Linked DNA regions of Sus scrofa: regions 2 and 3 are each linked to region 1. Evidence: chromatin contacts called from public Hi-C and HiChIP or PLAC-seq data. All regions are on one chromosome and are shown on one strand. The core of a region is the stretch at or near the end of the contact, and the rest is flanking DNA. Distances in the headings are between cores, read along the strand shown.

Region 1 (4,809 bases), core at 1,256-3,755:
AGATGGGCTCTGAGAGGGACAAACCAGAAGAGGACCAGCTGGGTTGTTGTGGAGCTCTACGGTTCTGGCGGCAGCTGGGAAGACAGGGCCAGGAGAACACCCCACTTGAGGCTGCCCAAAGGATTAATGGGAAAGCCAGCATTCAAGAGATGGGGGCAGATCTCCACAGGAACAGCGTGGGGAAGGATCCCAAAGACAGGATGGCCTGGGTGTGGGTGGGCACGAGGAGGAGCTGGCCCAGGGGAGACAGACAGCCTGCACTCTCCGGGCTCGTATGCTTTCTATTTCAGAAATCCTCTCTAAAACAATTGCATTTATCAACCATACTTCAATAAAACTTTAAAAAACGAAAGAAGGAGTTCCCGCTGTGGCTCAGCAGGTTATGAACCTGACTAGGATCCATGAAGATGCGAGTTCGATCTCTGGCCTTGCTCAAGGATCCTGCCTTGCTGTGGCTGGGGTGTAAGCCAACAGTGGCTGCTTCCATTGGACTCCTAGCCTGGGAACTTCCATATGCTGCAGGTGTGGCCCTAAAAAGCAAAAAAGAAGAAGAAGAAGTCACAGGGAGGGAGTTGTTCCTCTCCTAGGTAGTGGGTGCACCAGGCAGGAACATTGCATGCCCTGCCCTTGTTGACGATGGCCCCTGCCCACCAGATGTTCTCAGGCCAGCAGAACAGGCTGCGGGTGAACCAGCAAAGCCCTAAGTGCACTGAAGATACTGGCTTTGCCTCAGGGGGTTGGGGGGCAGGATCCAGAGTGGACTTTACGTAGACTTGGGACCCAAGTGCAGAGCAGGGGGTTGTCACATTAGGAATTGGGGGCCTGGGGGTCTGGATCCCCTGGCACAGGGTATGCTCTCAGGAAACTGTGGCCACTATTGTTCTGCCCCCTGGCCCCAGTGAAAGTAATAAGGATAGGGCATTCCCTTGTGGCACAGTGGGTTAAGTATCTGGCATTGTCACTGCAGTGGCTCGGGGTGCTGCCATGGTGTGGGTTTGATCCCTGGCCCAGAAATGTCCACATGCCACAGGCATGGCCAGAAAAAAAATGCAAGTAATAAAGATAAACATACACCTACTCTATGAACTGGCAATTCCACTCCTAAGTATATACCCAGGAGAAATGAGGGCCTACACCCACAAATCTGTGTGTAGGAACAGAAATCTTCACAGGGGTATTATTTACAATAGCTCCACACTGGAAAAAACCTAAATGTCCATCACCTGGAGAACATGGGACTATGTTCTTACAATGGAATATAAATTTCAAATTTTGAAAAAGAAACACCGAGAAGAATGGATTGCACAGACATTATATTGATCCAAAAGAAGCAAGAGCCAGAGGAGTGCAGGAGGTAAGATCTTGGAATATGGTCTAGAACAGGCCATGGTGACAGAAGTCAGAAAACCAGTCGGGTAGGAGTATCTGCTATTGACTGCATAGCGACTTGCAGAAATTTTCTGAAATGATGGAAATATTCTATATCTTGATCTGGGCTGTGTTTACACAGGCATAGAAGTAGTTAAAAATTCCACCAAGCTGCACACTTAAGATTTATGCATTTTGCTGTATGTTTCCCTTCCATAAAAGTTAATAATACCGAGGAAGGTTCCCTGGGGCAGCACGGAGTTAAAGATCCAGTTGCCTCAGCTGTGGCGCAGGTCGCAACTGCAGCAGGGGGTTGCACCCTGGCCCAGGATCTTCCACATGCAGGGGAGGCGGCCAAAAAAAGTTAATAATACCTAATAATGATGATAGTGACCAATTATTGAGTGCTGTGTTCTAGGCACTAGTGTCCTTCTCTTAGACCCTAATTCCACTGCCTAGTAATTACTCGTTCACACGACCACCAAGGCACAGGGAAAGGATTTTTCCAAAGGACGGGAAATCAGAGCGCGAGGCTTGTTGGGAAGGAGCCCTGGGCTGGCTCTCAAGAAAGGCCGGCCTAAGCGTAGGCACTAGGTCCGGAGCATGCCCAAGACGGAGGGCACCGCCCGGCGCCGCCCAGGCAAAAGTGCGGACGTGACTCCAGCCCTAAAGGGTACAGCGTCCCCCCTCACTCCCGTGGATGTCCCGTGTAGAGCCCCGCCCGCAAGATCAGAGCCAAGCCGGCCAATCAGCAGCCGTTTGGGCCCGGGGGGTCATTCGATTAAGGGCCTCCGTCACCTAGGCTGACCATGCGCCTCCAATGGAAGAGCAGCCCAGGGGCCGCCAATGAGCAGCAGCCTTACGGCCTGCGCGGACTCTAGGGCTCCTGCGCCGAATTTCCGCAGTGAGCGCTCCACGCAGAATGCCGGTTGGCTCCCTGCCAGCCAATCCCCGGGGCGCTCAGGTCAGACAGCCAATGGGTGACATCCTCTCTGCTCCGGGCAGCAACGGTTGGCGCCGCGCTCCCGCAGCCCGCGGGAGGCGGGGGCGGATTGGCGCAGGCGGTGTCCAATGGGCGGCACGCGCGAGGCTCAGGGCCAATGAGCGCGCCGGGGGCGGGGCGGGCGCGGCGGCGGGCGGCTGCGAGGACAAGCGGGTGTCGGCGGCGGCGGCGGCGGCGGCGGCGGCGGCGGCGGAGGCCGGTGGTGGCAGGGGCGGGCGGCCATGGCGGCGACGGAGGCCAGCGGCGACGACGTCCGCTGCGTGCGGCTGAGCGCCGAGCGGGCCCGGACGCTGCTGGCCGACGTGGACACGCTGCTGTTCGACTGCGACGGCGTGCTGTGGCGCGGTGAGACGGCGGTGCCCGGCGCGCCCGAGGCCCTGACGGCGCTGCGGGCCCGCGGCAAGCGCCTCGGTTTCATTACCAACAACAGCAGCAAGACCCGCGAGGCATACGCCGAGAAGCTGCAGCGCCTGGGCTTCGGCGGCCCGTCGGGGCCCAACGCGGGCCGCGAAATCTTCGGCACAGCTTATTGCACCGCTCTCTACCTGCGCCAGCGCCTGGGCGGTGCGCCGACCCCCAAGGCCTACGTGCTAGGCAGCGCGGCCCTGGCCGCCGAGTTGGAGGCCGTGGGCGTCACCTGCGTGGGCGTGGGACCCGAGCCCCTGCAGGGCGAAGGCCCCAGTGCCTGGCTGGACGCGCCCCTGGAGCCCGACGTGCGCGCCGTCGTGGTGGGCTTCGACCCGCACTTCAGTTACATGAAGCTCACCAAGGCTGTGCGCTACCTGCAGCAGCCCAGCTGCCTGCTTGTGGGCACCAACATGGACAACAGACTCCCACTCGAGAACGGCCGCTTCATCGCGGGTCCGTGCGCCCCGGGGGTGGGAGGCTGGAGGGCGGGCGGCGGGCCCCTCTCGTCCTCTGACCCCCGGCACTCTGCTCCCCTCCCTCTGCGCCCCGCAGGTACCGGCTGTCTGGTCCGAGCCGTGGAGATGGCCGCCCAGCGCCAAGCAGACATCATAGGGAAACCCAGCCGCTTCATCTTTGACTGCGTGTCCCAGGAGTATGGCATCAACCCGGAGCGCACGGTCATGGTGGGTGATCGCCTGGACACAGACATCCTCCTGGGCGTCACCTGTGGTCTGAAGACCGTCCTGACCCTCACCGGAGTCTCCACTCTAGGAGACGTGAAGAGTAATCAAGAAAGTGACTGCATGTCTAGGAAGAAAATGGTCCCTGACTTCTATGTTGACAGCATAGCCGACCTTTTGCCTGCCCTTCAAGGTTAAAGATTTAGTGTCTTTAATCTCCAGAATAAAAAAAAAATGAAAAATCACTTACCCAGATTAATAGGTGGTGCTTAAGCATCGCTCAGCCAGGTGGCTTCAAAGAGTATTACTTGGAGTTAAGCAGAGGCACTAGTTTTAATCTTGTAAGTAAACGTTTGGGGGCGATTTTGTTTACAAATGCTTGTATTTTGAGATGCACTTTTAAGCTTGGAGGACATTGTGGGGGGTCCTGGGCCTCAGGTGCCAGTTGGCCTGGCCATTGGTTCAGCATATGCCCAGGATTTAGGTAACCTCAGGGCCTGCTGGTGGGACCGAGGTGAGGTGTCAAGTATTTTATTGAGCATTTCAGGGATCAGAGCATCTTGTACAAACCGGCCCAGGGCCCCCTTGTTGTGGTCACCAACAGTGGAGCCTGCTGGTGCCTCTCAGCTCCTCAGCTGCCCTGTGGGGGGTGGAGGAACGGGCTGCACTTGGGTGGTGTCTCCCTGTCCGTGGGGTGTGGGCCGCTGCCCTCACTACCAGCAACCCCCCCACCGCACACTTCCTTAAAAACCACTCTGATGTCACAATTGAGTGTCCGTTCTGTCTCAGATACCCATGTTTGCCACTCCAACACGATTGTGTGGTTCTGTAAACTCAGCCCAGCCAGACCTTGGCTTTTTCAGACGTGCACATAAACCCAGGTGACTTGGCTGAGTGTGTTGCTTGCCTAGTGGCTGCAAGGGCGCAGGAGTGTCTTCCTTGTTGTCTGGGCTGCTGTGCCCAGGGCAGCACAGAAGTTATTTTTATTAAACTTTTATTCAACTTTGTCAGGTGGTGGAATTGAATTGTAAGCGTGTTGATTAATGGCTGTGCTCTGTCTTGTAGGGCAAATCCCACTGAAGAAGCTTCCGTGCCCCACAGCCAGCAGTGCTGGCCAAGGAATGCCTGTCCACCAAGGCTCCCACTGGGTGGGATAGGAAAGAGGGGTCCCCCTCAAACAGGAAGTCTTTTTACGAAGCATCCAATCTCTTCCTGTCTTCTAGTACCCTTGGTTGGGATACGTGTTATATGTCAGTGGTCCACGAGGCCACCTATCTTGACCCTGGAGTCCCTTGTCAGTGGCCAGCTGGAGGACTGGCAGGATCCACTGGCTAGCCAAGGGTTCTTGGC
Region 2 (4,809 bases), core at 804-3,303, 210 kb after region 1:
CTCTGGCTCTGATGTACTTTTAATAATGAGCCCCACACGCTCTGGTCAGGCCGCGCACATGCTCTGGCTGGCTGGCATCTAGTCACAGGAGCCGTCCTTCCATCCGTCTCGCCAGCGCTCGTCCACCTGCGAGCAGTCAAACTCCGGCTTGCCCAGCTTGCGGTTCACCTCGTTGTGCAGGCGGCACAGCCACTGGGTGAAGTGTGCCCGGGTGCGTGTGTCTGGCTGGTTCCGGCATATCCTGTGTGTGGGAGCACGCGGAGGATGGGGGCAGGCAGTGCCCCCACTGTGCCCACCCCCCAGCTCCTTGCCTGCCCAATTCAGGGAGGAGAGCTGGCACCTTTGCCGGGGGGAGGCTACACCAGGAGTGCCCCTGCAGCAGCAAGACCTGCCAGACACCTGGGCCTGCTCAAACCCTCACCCGCGGAGCTCAGCAAACTCAAAGAAGCACCCTGGGCCAGACATTAAGGCACAGACCTCGACTTCATGGCCTCAAAACAATCAGGAAGCCTCACACCCTTGCGTCCTTGGCCCCAGGCAGTGTACAGAAGGGATGGAACCTGCACAAAGGCATAACTGAACACCAGATCTGCTTCTTAGCACCCACGGCCCTGCTGCCTCAGCTCAGTAAGAGACTTTGTTCTAACTGCCCAGGCTTCAAACAGCAAGGGCTGCCCTGCCCCTCAAATCCAGCCCAGCCTATGGGTGCCACACCACAGTTCTTGGGCTCCGCAATGGAGAAAAGGGGGCTCTCGGGAGCAAAAGCAGTGAGTTCCCAAGGTCTTGAAATTGGCAGTCCTGCTCCAGCAGGTAGCAAAGCGGCGCCCTCCACACCTGCCAGAGCCTCCAGCAGTGCTAAGCAAGGCATCTCAGGAGGGAAGTGCTCCCCAGAGTTCTGGGGCGGAAGAAGCCCCAGGCAGCTTGGCCCTCGAGGAGAAAGGAGATGATCCAAGATCCCTCATCTGCTGCTGGCCCCTGCTCTCGGCAACCCTCTCCCACCTCTGCCTTTATTTCTCTAGGCTTCCCTTTATGACATCAGCCAGGCCCAGGCTCCCGGCGGGACTGGCTGCGGTACCCAGGACTCACACAACTTACCTCCTCCTTATGTCTTCAGCACACTCCTCGCATGGGTAAAACTTGGAAAATAAATTTACCAACTGAGCCATATCTTGCTGCTGTTCTGGGGTGGGCAGGTCGGGGTAGTAAGCAGCCAGGGTGTGGAGTACAGCCCAGCTGTGGCGGCCGAGTTCCTCGCGATCTGGAGGACAATCTTCCCTAAACTTGCTGTCCCGCTGTGGAAGGAGGCCGACCAAGGGTTAGCTCCGTTCCCCCGCCGGAAACCTACAAAGCTCCATTTTTTCTGCCCTAGCCGGAGGCCTACTGTCTGTCCTAAGTCCTAAGGAGGCTGGTCCGGCCAACAAGTGGCTAAGGGCCGAAAGGCCCGGCCTCCCTTAAGGGCTAGGCTTTGGGACAGCCACCCCTCAACCCCGGGGAAGGGGGCAAAGTCTTAGGGCCTGGAGGAGTGCTCCGCCTGGGTCTTGGGAACTCTGCCCGGGGCGCTTGACAACATGGTGTGCGGGCCGGGGCTAGGAGTCGGCAGGGCTCGCGGGCCTCTGCGGGAAGGAGGCGCCTCCCCAACCCCACGCGACATCTGCACCTTCTGCTGCGTCCGCATCCACGACTTGAAGTCCACGCAGGCCCGGCAGGGCCGCCTCCGGGAGGCGTCCTCGGCGACCTGAGAATCCGAGGCCGGGGCTTGGGAGGGCATCCCGGCTGAAGCGGCGGCATCTCTCCGCCCGGCGCCCCGGCCGCGCGCGTCCGTCACCAGGTCATCCACCACCTCGGAGCGCGCGCCGCCGGGCAGGAAGGAGAAGAGGTTCCCGCCAAAGCGGCCCCGCTCGCCGGGGGCCGCCATGTTACCCGCGCAATGCCTGCCGGGCCAGCTCGGTCTCCAGATGGGCTTCCAAGTCGGTCTCCAGGCCAGGGCGCGCGCCGCCGCCAGGGCGCGGCCGCAGGAGCCGGGAGCCCGGGCCGCGGGCGCGGGCGCGGGCGCGGGCGCGGGCGCGGGGCCTGAGCTGGGGCCGGGGGCGGGGTCGGGGGCGGGGCCTGGGCCGGTGTCCGGCGTGGAGGCGGAGCCGGGGGCCGCGGCCCGCGACCCGGAAGAAGCAGAGCTGGAGTCGGCGGCCCGGGCCCGCGTGTGTGCGGGGTTGGAGATCCTAGTCCTGGCCGCAGCCCTGGGCCTCGTTCCGCGGCCCGAGCCCGACTTGCGTCCTCCGTGGCGGCGCTCCCGCTTCCTCCAGTAGAAGACCAGCGTGTTGTGGAAGCGGCGCGGCCGTGCCGTAGCCTCTGGCTGCGGCTGAGGCGACGTCCGTTTCGTGGCCCGCGATGCCCCCATCGCTCCGCTCTGACCGTCCCGCGTGCCCGCTGCTAGGCCCTATGCCCTCGGCTGGGGGCGTCCTGGGAGCTGGCGCTTGGTGCTGTGGCAACATGGGGCGGGGCCGTGAGCGCACAGAGGCGATGCTGCCGGGGCTGAGCCTGCGGATCCGCCCTGGCGACGGGTGCCATGGCAACGGGTGACTGGCAACCCGGGGTGAGGCGGTGCCGGCAAAGGAGGCGGTGCGTGTTTGGGCTGCGCGCACGGAGCGGACCCTCCCGCTCCCGAATCCTGTAGCCTGCCTGAAGCGGTTAAACCCACGTCGGGAGTGGCCTCAGGGATACCTGTGCTTCCAACTGTGCATTCATTCATTCCGCAAATATTTGTGTAGTGCCTCATCTGTTCAGAGCTGCTCTAGGCGCTGGGCGGTGCCGGGAGAAAGATTCGAAAGTTTCTGACCTCCCCAACCCATAATCCAGTGTGGTCAAGACGGAAACAACAAAAATCTAAAAGGTGTCACACTAATAAATGCTCGGGGGCATGAATGGGGCGAGGTAAATGCGGGAGGCCTCCTTGAGGAGGTGACGCTTAGGCGGAGGCCTGAAGAATGAGGAATCACTGAGAAGGGCAATCAAGGCCGAGGAGGATCTTTGCTTCTTGTGTGGGTGGGAAGGCCAGCAGGACAGGACCTGGGTAGGGTGGTGGCAGAAGAGATCCAGCGGTGGCCAGGGGCCCAGCAGGGACCTCATCAATGGCCATGGGCGCTGGCAATTTATTCCAAGGACCCTGGGAATGTGCTGGGACATTTGGGGCCTGGTACTCTGGTGTGATCTCAGTCGCCAAGCTGCCTCTGGGGAGTGGATGTCACAGGAGCAAGTGAGGAGTACAGGCTTTGGGGGAGGATGGGGCTGCTGCAGTTGTCCAGGTGAGACGTCAGGGTAGGGTTATAGAGAGAGAGGAGTGGAGGGCGTCTAGATTGCTGGCGGTGTGGAGCAGGGGCTGTCAGTTGGCATGGGGGGGGGCAGTGCTTAGCATCCTTTTAGGTTCCTGGTGTGAGCAAACTGCCCATCTCCAACTTCTCTCTCTTCCCAGGAACAGGTCTGTCCCACCCTGTACCCTATCAGGCTAGTGGCCCCCACTGAGACTGGCAAGAGTGTGACAGCTAGACTGAAGGCACTTTGCAAAAATAGGCCTCTGTTGGTGCTCCCGCTGTGGTGTGACAGGATGGGCAGCGTCTTGGGAGCCCTAGGACTTGGGGTCAATCTTTGGCCTGTCACAGTGGGTCAGAGATCCAGCATTGCCACAGCTGCGGCTTAGGTGGAGACTGCAGCTCATATGTGATCCATGACCTGGGAGCTCCATCTGCCACCAGGTGGCCACAAATGAAAAAAAAAAAAAAGAAAAAAAAAATTAGGTCTGTATCCACAGGTGTTCATTGTCTGTGCCAAGACCAGGGAAAGTTTGAGGGCTTTGGGGGGAGCTGCTGTTTGGACAGACTTACAAAGGCCTTTTGTCAAGGCCAGGGTGCCTCCCTGGAGGGACCTCTTGGAGGCTGGCCCCTCCCTCATAGGCATGGGGTAAGGTGAGTTCCAACACAGAGCTGGCAGCTCCCACGGTGGGAAGAACTGCTGTATGCCAGGATTGGATGGCACTCCGAAAATCTCCCCTCCAGGGAAGCGGGGCACCTGGGCACACCCTGTCTGGGGATTCTGACCCATTGGGTTAAGGATTCGGCATTTCTCTGCAGCTGCTCTGGTGGCTTCTGTGGCGAAGGGTTTGACCCCTGGCCCAGGAACTTTCACATGCTATGGATGTGGCCAAACGGAAACAGAAAACAAAAAACAAACCAGCAGAGTCCTAGTCACCACCTCTCCCGTCCCCCAAGTGCTGGTGCCTGGAGGTGGATGCTCTACATCCCGCCCCAGGTCCGTCCACCGCAGGGGAACTGATGCTCTGAGCCTGTGAAGTCTGTCTTTCCCCAACACGTACAGACAAAACCCCTGACAGTTAATAGCCATTTAACATAAATTCCTCCTCTGTGACTTGGGGACGTTAAGAGACCTTTCCTCCTGGACCTCCCATCATGGCTCAGTGGTTAACGAAGCCGACTACTGTCCATGAGGACATGGATTCATTCCCTGCCTCACTCAATGGATTACGGATCCCGTGTTGCTGTGAGCTGTGGTGTAGGTCGCAGACATGCCTCAGTTCCCGCTGCTGTGGCGGTGGTGCAGGCTGGCAGCTACAGCTGCTATTTGACCTCTAGCCTGGGAACCTCCATACGCTGGGTGCGGCCCTTTAAAGAAGAAAACACAGAGAGACCTTTCCTCTAAAGAGAGGATTACACCAAAGCACTTAAAGCCTTTGGCACCGGGCCACTGGTTCCTGATGACCACTGCAGACAGCTCCCCAGGGAGTTCAAAGCCAGAGCCAAG
Region 3 (4,809 bases), core at 1,618-4,117, 190 kb after region 1:
GGTCTGTGTGGTAACGCAGATTTCTGAGGCAGTTAGACAATAAGAGAACTACAATTAGCAGAATGGATAAATCTGAAAATGCAACATTGACCCAAGGGAAAAAAAAAAAGCTAGCTCTGCACAGGAGTGTCTGTTGTGGCACAGCTGAAAGGAATCTGACCAGGAAGCATGAGGTTGCGGGTTTTATCCCTGGCCTCGCTCAGTGGGTTAAGGATCCAGTGTTGCCGTGAGCTGTGGTGTAGGTCGCAAACATGGTTCAGATCCGGCATTGCTGTGGCTGTGGTGTAGGCCGGCAGCTGTAGCTCCAATGTGACCCCTAGCCTGATAACCTCCATATGTTGTGGATGCAGCCCTAAAAAGAAAGAAAAAAAAAAAAAAAAAAAAAGCTCTGCACAATGATACGTTCAATATCGGAAGTTTAAATACCAGTCAGCCCTCCGGGTTGTTGATGGCTGTGAGCCAGAGGCCATGAAAATGTCAGGCGCAGGTGAGGCATGAAGGCTGCACTGGGACAGAGGAGGGCAGCTGCCTGTCAAGTGGAGGGCTGCAGAAGCATGCGGGCGGCGTGCCCAGGGCTGGGTCGGAGGGCAAGCTTGGGAGAGCCTTGGGGTCCTTGGGGGCACCAGTTAGGGACATACAGGAGGAGGTGCTCTGTGCCCTGCTCAGCCCTGAGCCCAGGGCCCAGGGACAAAGGTCTCTGCCAGGCCTCCCCAACCAGGAATCTGGACCCTAAGGGTCCCCAAGAGTCACCTTTCTGGGGCTCGCCCTTCTTTTCATCCATGCACAGCCCCTCGGAGAAGCTGACTGATCCTAATCAAGGCTTCTGACTCTTTGCACATGTCCCCCCACACTGGACCAAGCCCTTGGTGGGGGGGGGTGGAACCCCGTCTGCTTCGTATGCATGGCCTCCATTCTAGGCACAGACCCTGGTTCCCGACAGGAACCCCATCCTAAGGACACTGTGAATGAGAAAATCTCTCCGTTTTGTCATTCTCAATATAACATAATCCAAGATCATAACAAGATCATAAATCCAATGCTGGCATAAGAGAAAAATTAAAGCCGACCCAGGTCTACCTTTCATACCCCTTCCTGCCCTTCATGGGCAGCTGCTTCTAACTCTTTCAGCTATTTCTCCTTATGTTTGCCTCCATATTTTGTTTTTGTTTGTTCTTTTTTGGCTGCCCTGAGGCATATGGAACTCCCCGGCTGGGGATCAGATCCGAGCCAGCTGCGAATGCAGCCTATGTGGCAGCTGTGGCAACACCAGATCCCTGACCCACTGTGCCGGACAGGGGATTGAACCTGCATCCCAGCACTGATGAGAGGCCACAGTGGGAACTCCTCCACATTTTTCAACTCACTCCACAATTTTAAGTCTTTCTCTAGCTGCTTCTCCCCTCCCCTCCTCTTTGAGCTCAGGGAAAAAGAGTCTTTGCTTCCCTTACTGTCCTTTTGCAGGGTTTTCTGAGGGTGAGATGGCACCTGCATACGGCCAATCCACCAGGCTAACTGGTTCAATGATCCCTGTTCTGCAAATGAGGAAGCTAAAGGGTCAATGAGCTGATCGATGTTGCCAGCAAATAAGTAGTAGACCTTGGGTTTGCAGCTCACGTCTGATTCTAAAGTCCAAGCTCACATCACTGTCACAACACACTGTCTCTTTTCTAGAAGCGTTCAGATCTGGACTGGCCTCTCTGAGCAGAAGGGACGTCTGAGCGTGCCTGGACCCCGAGGGTATCGAGGAGGCACCCCAAAAGCTGCATAGACCTGAAGCTCTGGAACTGACTACCATCCCCTCAGCAAACGTGCCCTGTACGTTGCTCCACATCAAGCCTCCCACCCTACTCAGCTGGGTGGGCCCAGCCATGAAGAGGACAAGTTCTCCACCTGCCTTTTGTAGCGGGACGGCATATGGAAGTTCCCAGGCTAGGGGTCTAATCAGCTGGGATGTTGCCAGAGCCACAGCAACGCCAGATCCTAGCCGCGTCTACGATCTACACCACAGCTCATGGCGATGTCAGATCCTTAACCCACTGAGCGAGGCCAGGGATCGAACCCGCAACCTCATGGGTCCTAGCTGGATTCGTTTCCACCGCGCCACGATGGGAACTCCTGAATTGCCTTTTCTGACGGGGACTGTCTTTGTGTCTGGGCGCATGCGTGTCCCAAATACGAGAGAAAGATCTGGGTTGGAGAGACATTTGGGTTCTTAATAAGGTTGCAATATTTAGCAAGTAAAAATACAACACTCCCAATGAAATTTGTTTCAGCTGAACAACGAACAACATTTTTTTTTTTTTTGTCTTTTTGTCTTTTGTTGTTGTTGTTGCTATTTCTTGGGCCGCTCCCGCGGCATATGGAGGTTCCCAGGCTAGGGGTTGAATCGGAGCTGCAGCCACCGGCCTACGCCAGAGCCACAGCAACTCAGGATCCGAGCCGCGTCTGCAACCTACACCACAGCTCACGGCAACGCCGGATCGTTAACCCACTGAGCAAAGGCAGGGACCGAACCCGCAACCTCATGGTTCCTAGTCGGATTCATTAACCACTGCGCCACGACGGGAACTCCCGAACAACATTTTAATATAAGTATGACCCATTGATATTTGGGACACACTTACACTAAAACATTCACTGCTCCGGGAGGGGAGGGTCCGAGCAAAGGGGAGCCCGATGCTTGTGGCCGGACGCCAGGGCTGCGGGCGACCTCCGAGCTGTCAGCTCCGGCTAGAGCGCCGGTGCGGGTAGCGCCGCTCTAGCCTGCACCTCGCTGATGCGGAAGTCGCGAGCGCACTTCCGCCGGGCGGGGCCGTTGCTGGGCGGGGCGGTGACGTCGCCCCGGAAGGGGTGGGCCCGCCGGGAGTCTGGCCGTGCCGCGCCGCGCCGGCCGGGAGGGGGCCGGATCCCGGACCATGGCGGCGGCGGCGGCGGGCCCCGAGGGGCGGCGCGCGGCGCTGGAGGCGGCGGCGGCGGCGGGCCCCGAGCGGGGTGGCGGGAGCTGCGTGCTGTGCTGCGGCGACCTGGAGGCCACTGCGCTGGGCCGCTGCGACCACCCGGTGTGCTACCGCTGCTCCACCAAGATGCGGGTGCTGTGCGAGCAACGCTACTGCGCCGTGTGCCGCGAGGAGCTGCGCCAGGTGGGCCGCGCCGGCAGGGCCGCGCGTCGGGGCACCGAGGCGGGCGCGGGGGCGCGACCGGGCGGGGCGGCGTGGCACCCGGCGGCCGGAAGGGGACTTTGCCTTTCTGATGTCCGGCTGCGGCCCTGGTGGCGCCGGCTTCCAAAAGAGAGGCCTGGCAGGGCCACCTGGGGCGGGGTACCGATCCTGGGGCCGACTGTGGGGGGTCTGGGGCTGGGGGGCAGGAGGTGGCCGAACTGGTTTGAAGAGGCAGATGTCCCTGGAGAGACAGAGCCTGGGGACTTCTCTTCCTGCGCTTCGGTAATTCCTGCCGGGCCACAGGAAGGGATGATCCAAGCAGACACGCCTCGACCTGCTCATCTTTGGGAGGTTATTCCTCAGGGGTCTCCGTTCCCATGGAGGCTACGGGGAAAGTGAGCACCTTCGGAGACAGTCTGTCTTGGAAGCAGAGGCTCCAACTGAGCATTTCCAGCCTAGCTGTGTCTCTGGGCCTCCTTGGGTGATGCTCAGGAGACTCCTCTGAGACTGGCGTTTTTCTTCTATTAAGTGACAGTTGCACTTAGACCGGCCCACCAGAAAGGAAAGCAGAACCACCGAGGTCTCCTCAGGGTACCTGGGGGGTGGGAGTAAAAGTGTGAGCAAGTGTTTCTCCTCTTTGCCAGTTCCAGCTGGTGGGGCTCTGCTCCAGAGTAGAGGGGAGGGAGTTTCTGACTGTCAAGACTTGGAAGCCCTGGGGAAGTGGGGGGCACCACGGAGCTCTGCTCCACAATGCCAGCTGCTAGCTGCTGGCTGCGAGTACCTAGCTGGAGCTCCTTGCTTCGCTGTGCTTTGAGATCTGTTTGCTTCCAGAGTTGTGAAATTCCCCTGGTTTCTTCATGGAAAGCTTGGGCTGGTGACATGTGCCAGGGAGTCTGACTTTCCTTTTCCTAGAAGTGATGCAGAAACGTGGTTTTTTCACTTTTGTTAACGAGACATTTATGGTCATGGAGCCAAGGAGATGCTGAAGGCCCACTGGGGGCCTATTCTTTGTGTTAGCCAAAAAAAGAAAGACCCTTGGAGATGCCGTCAGTCTACAGTCGGGTGGACAGAGACGGCCCCGGATCTGGGAGAGCTCTTGGTGCTGGAGCAGTCAGGGAAACCTTCGATCTGTGACTTAGTCAGAAGGCACGTCCCAGCTTCGCCAGAGCCTGCCTTGCTGGCCAGTCTTGGTGATGTGATGTAATCCTTGACCGGCCAGGTTTCCCAGCACCTGGAGGTTCCTTCCAGGCAGGCAGGCAGGCAGGCAGGCAGGCAGAGCAGAGTGCCAGGCCCTGGGCACTGCAGGTCTCACTCAGGAAGTGAGCACACATCTATACATGGCTACCATGGCTAGCATCTGGCCTCTCTCATTCCATGTGGGTCCCACGCCCTTCCAGTGCTCTCTGTGGCAAGGGGGCGTGGGCATGAGCTGGTGTTTGGCACCAGCTGTGGGGTGGTTTGGCATCAGGTGCCCTGGCTGAGCCTGGCCTTCCTCTTGGGCCTGCCCCGAACTGCTCGGCAGCCAGAGGGTGACCTGGGAAGTTTGGGGAGATGATGCTCTTCTCCATTCATCTTGCTTCCCTCCCACTCTTGAACTTGGAACTCCCCCATCCCCATCCCCCATCCCCCTTGTCCCTTGCAAAGTCCTACG

The links. Hi-C and Micro-C count contacts between places; a contact is called where the count stands out from the background. HiChIP or PLAC-seq counts read pairs in DNA pulled down with a chosen protein or histone mark.
Region 2: an H3K27ac HiChIP or PLAC-seq map of alveolar macrophages shows a contact between it and region 1. The contact joins the promoter of GFER here to the promoter of PGP in region 1. A contact is called at or near these places in 2 of 5 promoter capture datasets (fetal liver and liver), 2 of 47 Hi-C or Micro-C datasets (heart right ventricle and liver) and 1 of 2 datasets of contacts at active chromatin or transcription factors (alveolar macrophages).
Region 3: a Hi-C map of liver shows a contact between it and region 1, with 2.8 times the contacts expected there. The contact joins the promoter of ZNF598 here to the promoter of PGP in region 1. A contact is called at or near these places in 1 of 5 promoter capture datasets (liver), 1 of 47 Hi-C or Micro-C datasets (liver) and 1 of 2 datasets of contacts at active chromatin or transcription factors (alveolar macrophages).

Annotation. Positions count from the first base shown.
Region 1 is chr3:39,774,310-39,779,118 of Sscrofa11.1, forward strand. PGP (glycerol-3-phosphate phosphatase) reads left to right here and starts at 2,506. Exons shown (of 2, transcript XM_003481109.4): 1 at 2,506-3,232; 2 at 3,332-4,809. The coding sequence starts at 2,593. The coding sequence ends at 3,657. MLST8 (target of rapamycin complex subunit LST8) reads right to left here. Exons shown (of 9, transcript XM_013987830.2): 9 at 4,437-4,809.
Region 2 is chr3:39,982,398-39,987,206 of Sscrofa11.1, forward strand. It overlaps GFER (FAD-linked sulfhydryl oxidase ALR), which reads right to left and starts at 2,054. Exons shown (of 3, transcript XM_003124726.4): 1 at 1,658-2,054; 2 at 1,096-1,292; 3 at 1-241. The coding sequence starts at 1,915. The coding sequence ends at 79.
Region 3 is chr3:39,960,029-39,964,837 of Sscrofa11.1, forward strand. ZNF598 (E3 ubiquitin-protein ligase ZNF598) reads left to right here and starts at 2,868. Exons shown (of 12, transcript XM_013987818.2): 1 at 2,868-3,140. The coding sequence starts at 2,916.